Regions from separate parts of the Danio rerio genome. Here region 1 is linked to region 2. Evidence: chromatin contacts called from public HiChIP or PLAC-seq data. All regions are on one chromosome and are shown on one strand. The core of a region is the stretch at or near the end of the contact, and the rest is flanking DNA. Distances in the headings are between cores, read along the strand shown.

Evidence for each region. HiChIP or PLAC-seq counts read pairs in DNA pulled down with a chosen protein or histone mark.
Region 1: an H3K4me3 HiChIP or PLAC-seq map of embryo shows a contact between it and region 2, with 7 times the contacts expected there. The contact joins the promoter of dym here to the promoter of ctif in region 2.

What each region holds. Positions count from the first base shown.
Region 1 is chr21:4,397,120-4,400,582 of GRCz12tu, reverse strand. It overlaps dym (dymeclin), which reads left to right and starts at 1,689. Exons shown (of 18, transcript XR_012397079.1): 1 at 1,689-1,888.
Region 2 is chr21:3,964,315-3,967,641 of GRCz12tu, reverse strand. ctif (CBP80/20-dependent translation initiation factor) reads right to left here and starts at 1,948. Exons shown (of 13, transcript XM_073935696.1): 1 at 1,793-1,948.

The DNA.
Region 1 (3,463 bases), core at 440-2,939, 430 kb before region 2:
GTATAAAACTCATTTTGAAGTCATTTTGTAATGTTCAGAAAATGTCTAATACTGTCTAATCTGTTTTTGTGAAACATTATTTACTTGTAAAATATAAACATCTGTTTTCTTAGCTTTAAATAGGTTTAGCTATTAAGTGTTAAAGCTGTTTTACCTTCCTATAATCATGGTCAAAAATAAAAAAATGCTGTTCAGCTGTCCCAAATCACAAAATTCATTTATAAGCTTGTCTTATTAACAATCTACAACTTTAATTTGGTCACAGTTAAAATGTACTTTAATTTGAAAGAGTTAATTGTTTAATTTATTCATTCATTTCAAAGTTTAAAGAAATAGTTTAGTAAAGGGTGGATTAACGGAGAGAAGATATATTTTACAGCATAACAGTTTTAATAACTTGTTTCTAACATCTCATTTCTTTTCTTTGGTGACAGTTCATGACTGAAAATGTTACATGTGCATGCTGAAAGTTAACATTGTGCAGCCATAACTGCTGATCTAAATTAGGTGATGAAGAATGATCAAAATATATGAAGAGTTCATTTGCAGAAGTAGATGACTCCATTTCAGTGGTTTTCTGATCCCTTATTCGGGGAATTAAAGAGTACAATAACGGGAAAAACAAAACATGATTTATGGTAATTGCTGACGTTTTTATTTAGTAATTTTTAATTGAAATGTATATATCTATCCAACAACAATAATGACGCTAATAATATTACCTTGTCATAGTGACGGTATCATTTTGTTCAAAACAAAATACAAAATACTTTACTGCCACCTAGTGGAATAAAACAAAACCTTCAGAAAGAGCATGGACCAAACAGATCGCAACTACACAAATAAACTGCAGTGAACAAAAATATGCAATATCCTATATGCATCGTATAATTGGAAGTTTCCTTAATTAATAAAGCGACTAAGCCGAAAATAAAAATGAATGAATGAATGAATAAATATTATATTATATTAGGCTATGTTATTCATTCATTTTCCTTAGGCTTAGTTCTCTCTCTTTATTCCACAGCGGAATCAACCGCCAATAAACACCATAAACACTCACACGACCTATTTAGCTTACCCAAATTTCCCTATAGTGCATGTGTTTGGAAAAACAGAGCACCCGGAGGAAACCCACGCCAACACGGGGAGAACATGCAAACTCTACACAGAAATGCTTACCCAGTCGGGACTCGAACCAGCGACCTTCTTGCTGTGCGGCAACAGTGCTAACCCCTGAGCCACCGTGTCACGCTATATTGTATTGTATTATTCATTCATTCATTCATTTTCTATATTTTCTATTTGGGTTGGCCCCTCTATTAAGGGGGTCACCACAGTGGAGTGAACCGCCAACTTATCCAGCATATGTTTTACACAGTGAACAGTTTTATATTATATTATATTATATTATATTATATTATATTATATTATATTATATTATATTATATTATATATGTCTTTTTTTGTTAATTATTTGAAGATTTAATACATTTTAATATTTCTTACGTATTTTCAGCAGACCTCAATAAGTTATAAATATTTCCCAGAAGCGTATTTATAAACTTGAAACGTCAAGTTATTGAATATTAATAAGTTTGCACCTACCTTCTCACTTTAGCATAATCATTAATATTCAAGAGGCGGGTTTTCCATGTGATTGGCTCATTCTTCTGCGCGTGCTCGGCGAGGTGGGATGTCACGAGCGTCATTGGCGACGTGGAGACGTATACAGCACAGCAACTTACACTGTTAAACACACTTTACTGGATATTTAACATCACTACATACAACTCATTTACTCGTACTAGTCCGAAGATACAAAGGAGCCTGTGTTACGGAACGAGAGGGGCTTTTCTAAGGCGCTGTCAGCTCTGAAATTTAACAGGTAAGTTAATCTTGCCGCTAGCCTACTAGCATGTTAGCATGTAAGCTAACGCGTTTATAATGGGTTTCTCCATTCACTAGAGTCTGCAGGCTAATTTTTGCTAAGTGTGTTTCTGCTCCCTGGACACTTATTAACTTATACATAAACAGTGAAGCACCAAGATGTAGCCATATAAAATGAATATTTAACCACATTCTGGTATTTTCGTCTGCGTTGAGCGTAAAAGCCGTGAAGAGTGTTATTTGACAGAAAGACAACAGAGGAAAGCTAAATGTGTCAAAGTAAATGAATTAAATACTTACAGGAAGTTTTGAATTGTACATTATTGAGCAGTCTTAATTACAGCGTGTTAAATCATATGTAGTCTGTGTTGATTAGACTGCTGTTGTTTGGATAGTTCAGTAATAATGGCTATTGCAGTGTTTACATTACTCTCTGTACAACAGAAATACAGTCTAAACATTGGAAGATTATCAGAATTTGAATATGTAAATCATTTACCTGTATATTGTAAGTCGTTCATTAGTTGCTGTATTTACCTAAAATTACCTAAAATCACCTGTAATGTAGATAATTGCATTGCATTGAATATTGAAATAATTAGTATATTACTAATCAGTAATTAGTATTAGTATTTACACAGTATCTAACCTAATAATGAAATGAGAAGCCTTTTTCATAGGACGTTTACTAAAAATTAAACAAGAAACAAGAGATCATATTTGCATATAATATTTGCATGGATGTATGTTTATGTGTCAAAGATGAGAAGACTCGTATTCAGGGTTCACAAGGTGCTGGAAAAGTCATACATTTATGAAAAAGCATTTACCAGGCCTGGAAAAGTTTTGGAAAAACTAATAAAACAAAAATGTTTTGGAAAATGTTTGGATTTTGTAGAGGAGTGAATCTGGAATAATATATACACATTAATGACAAGGATAGATCAAATAAAATATAGTAAAGATAAAAGTGAATTATAGTTTTTAGTTATTCACTCCTCAGGTACAGATATTGAATAATCAACACTGCATAGTCTTCACTGTATATTTTGTTTAATCTTTATTAAAGTTACTAAACATTTCTTGTGGGCGAATGTTTTAAACTCTGAAATATTGAAGTGTACACAGTTACAGGCCTGAAAGGGACAGTTTACACAAAGATTAAAATGTACTCTTTATTTACTCACACTTCACTTGTTTAGATAGTGTAGGAGTTAGTAAATTATATTCTTTTTGTGTTCATAAAAAAAAAAAAAAGAATGTTTGAAACAAATGAAGGGTGTAATGAAAATGGTTAGTAATTTTTGGGTGAACTATCTCTTTAAAAATGCTTGCAGATGATAAACTTTTACTCCATTATGAATAAACTTTATATTAAATTGTAATGCCAACATTGCATATCCTGCGATGTGACTATTGCGGATGCAAACGTTGCGATCTCGATGCTGAAATTATATATTGTGCAGCCCTAACTTGAATGTAGGTTAGTTGTCTTCTCTTCTGTCCTTGGCCAAAAACATGCTCCCACATTATTAGTTCTGTGTAAACATTAGCAAAATCAATTTACATGGAT
Region 2 (3,327 bases), core at 699-3,198:
AATACATTGTTCACAGCCAATTAAATAGTGCTAATGTTGTTTTGAAGTCACACCTACATGCTACTTCAGACTCAATATTCAAAGTAGCATGGAAAACAATATAGGGATTGTTAAATGAACGAATATAAAACTAACTTTACCTCGATACACTGTTCACAGTCAGTTAAATTGTGCTAATGTTGTTTTGAAATCACACTTGATGCAACTTCAGACTCAATATCAAACATAAAACCAACTTTACCTCACTACATTGTTCACAGAAATTTAAATGAATGTTATTTTGAAGTCATATCTACATGCTAATTCATACCGAATATTCAAAGTAGGATGGCAAACAATATAGGGACAGTTTAATAAACGAATATAAAACCACCTTTACCTCACTATACTGTTCACAGTCAAGGAAATTGTGCTAATGTTGTTTTGAAGTCACATTTGATGCAATTTCAGACTCAATATCGAACATAAAACTAACTTTACCTCAATACATAGATCACAGTCATTTAAATGAATGTTGTTTTGAAGTCATGTCTACATGCTAATTCTTACCGAATATTCAAAGTAGGATGGCAAACAATATAGGGACAGTTAAATAAACAAATATAAAACCACCTTTACCTCAATACATTGTTCACAGCCAATTAAATAGTGCTAATGTTGTTTTGAAGTCACACCTACATGCTACTTCAGACTCAATATTCAAAGTAGCATGGAAAACAATATAGGGATTGTTAAATGAACGAATATAAAACTAACTTTACCTCGATACACCGTTCACAGTCAGTTAAATAGTGCTAATGTTGTTTTGAAATCACATTTGATGCAATTTCAGACTCAATATCAAACATAAAACTAACTTTACCTCAATACATTGATCACAGTCATTTAAATTAATGTTGTTTTGAAGTCATATCTATATGCTAAACCATACCGAATATTCAAAGTAGGATGGCAAACAATATAGGGACAGTTTAATAAACGAATATAAATTTACCTTTACCTCACTACATTGTTCACAGTCAAGGAATTAGTGCTAATGTTGTTTTGAAGTCACAATTGATGCAATTTCAGACTTAATATTGAATATAAAACCAAGTTTACCTCAAGACTTTGTTCAATTAATGAAATAGTGCTGATGTTGTTTTCGAAGTAACACTTACATGCGAGTTTACCCAATACCCAACGTAGCGTGGTAAACAATATAGCGACCGTCTCACAATTTGTCACTGTTCAAAAATGAACGAATGTGCACATATAAAACCAATTTTAGCTCAATGAAGCAGCAGAGGAAGAAGACCAGAGCTCTATAACTGCATACAGACATCTGTGTTTGTATGCGAGTGTGTTTATGGCCTTGCCCGAGTCTGATGCAACCAGCGGAGATCGATATGATATCAGACCGGTAATACAGTGTCCAGTAGCGGTCAGCAAGAACACAGCTCTGCATGAGACTGCAATTAACTCATCAAGAGGATATTTATTCATTTAGAAACACCAACGCATCCCAGACCACTTACTACTAGTCACACATTCACAGAGGATTCTCCACAAAAACACAGCAGCATTGTGTCTGTTCCCTATTTTGCTTTCCGCAGTGAAACAAAAAACCAGACGGAATCTGAGCTGTCAATCAGAGCGTCATCTGATCAAAGCGCCGACACATCACACAGATAGAACGCATCGAACAACAAAAGAAGATACAAAGTTGCGGATCACACGAGTGTGTTCAGTGTTCAGCGTGTCCATCCGGCCGCAGTCAGTAAACACACCCTATCAACCGGCCCGTACTCACCGGAGATCTGCGGTCGGGCCTGCGGGGATCGCCGGGAGTCCTGCGGGGTTAAATCCGCCCGTTCATGAGTGTTTCCCGCGGACAGAGAGGCGTCCGGGAGGGAGAGATTAGCCTGCGTCCCTCACACACAGACGCATACACACAGACTCAACTCGCAGGGATGAGAATGCAGGAATGTGACGTTTAGTCCGGTTTGCTGACAGGACACGCGCACGTGGCAACCGAGGATTGTGGGAAATGGAGTTTAAAGAGACGAGGTGTTTATAAGGAATGCCATGTCGAATGGATATATGCTGTGCTGTAGCCTATTTTTTCCTTCGTTAAAGGGATTGTTCGACCCAAAATTAAAATGTACTCTCCTTCAAGTGTTTCCAACTGCTGGAAATCTGTAACCGTTAACTTCCATAGTAGGAAAAACAAATGCGATGGAAGCTTTCTTCAAACTATCTTCTTTTGTGTTCATCAGACTATAGAAACTCATGAAGTTTTAGAACAAGGAAAGGGGGAGTAAATGATAACAGAATCCTTCTTAAGGGGGCCTATTTAGCAAAAGTCACTTTTATAAGGGGTTCAAGCACAGTTGTGTGAATATAACCAGTGTCTAATGGTAAACAGAGGCGTCTGCAGGATTTCATTCCAAGGTACGCACAAATCCAGCCCCGCCCCGCCCCCTTCCGATGGCTGTTTTTTCAGTATTCAAACATTAAATAACGAATGCATCAAGTAAAATAAAAACGAATATTTTTTTATAATTTAGCAAAATTCTGCTCTTTTTATTTTTGCATTTTTATTATTTTATTTTTGTTAGTTTTAACATTTTATCGTCTTCATAATTAAAGCTATAGACAAAATTGACTTTTTAGAAAATATTTTGCGTAGCTACCCAGTGTGTAGGCTATTAAAGATCACTGAGGAAAAACAAACACAGAAACATGTCACATGCCCCCATACATGTCCAAATTATATTTAACTGAATCGTGAAAATTACTCATTTTATTTTTATAAAACATTTTTTCTTTTTTTTTAGTAAAAACTATACCGACATTTAAGAATCCATATTTATTTTATTTATTCATTAATTTGAACTGTTTATTGGTGCAAATATAGGCTATAATTTAACTCAGGGGTTTTCAAAGTGTGAGGCGCGCCTCCCCTGGGGGGCGCCAGAGCATGTCAGGGGAGGCGCGTGAAAAATATATAATGAAAATATAATTATTAAGTTTAATTATTATATGTATTTTTTATTATATTTAAACGTTTTAATTAAGCAAAGCTAAAAAAAAATAATACGTCAAAAATAAGTACCTTTTTTACCCAGAAGGCCATAGCTGTGAATTCGCTTCTGTTTGGCAAGCCTGCCAATACAGGGGGGGGGGGGGTCTGTCGCGTGGGTTCTGATCAGCTGTGTTGACGCGCGCGTGCTCAAGAGCGGTGTTGTCGCGGGCCTACTGAAGGGCGGGACCGGGGTGTGCCGCGTCGCGGGGGCACTTTTGATCATTTTGGAAGGGCACTTTCTATCCAGGACTAAAAAGGGC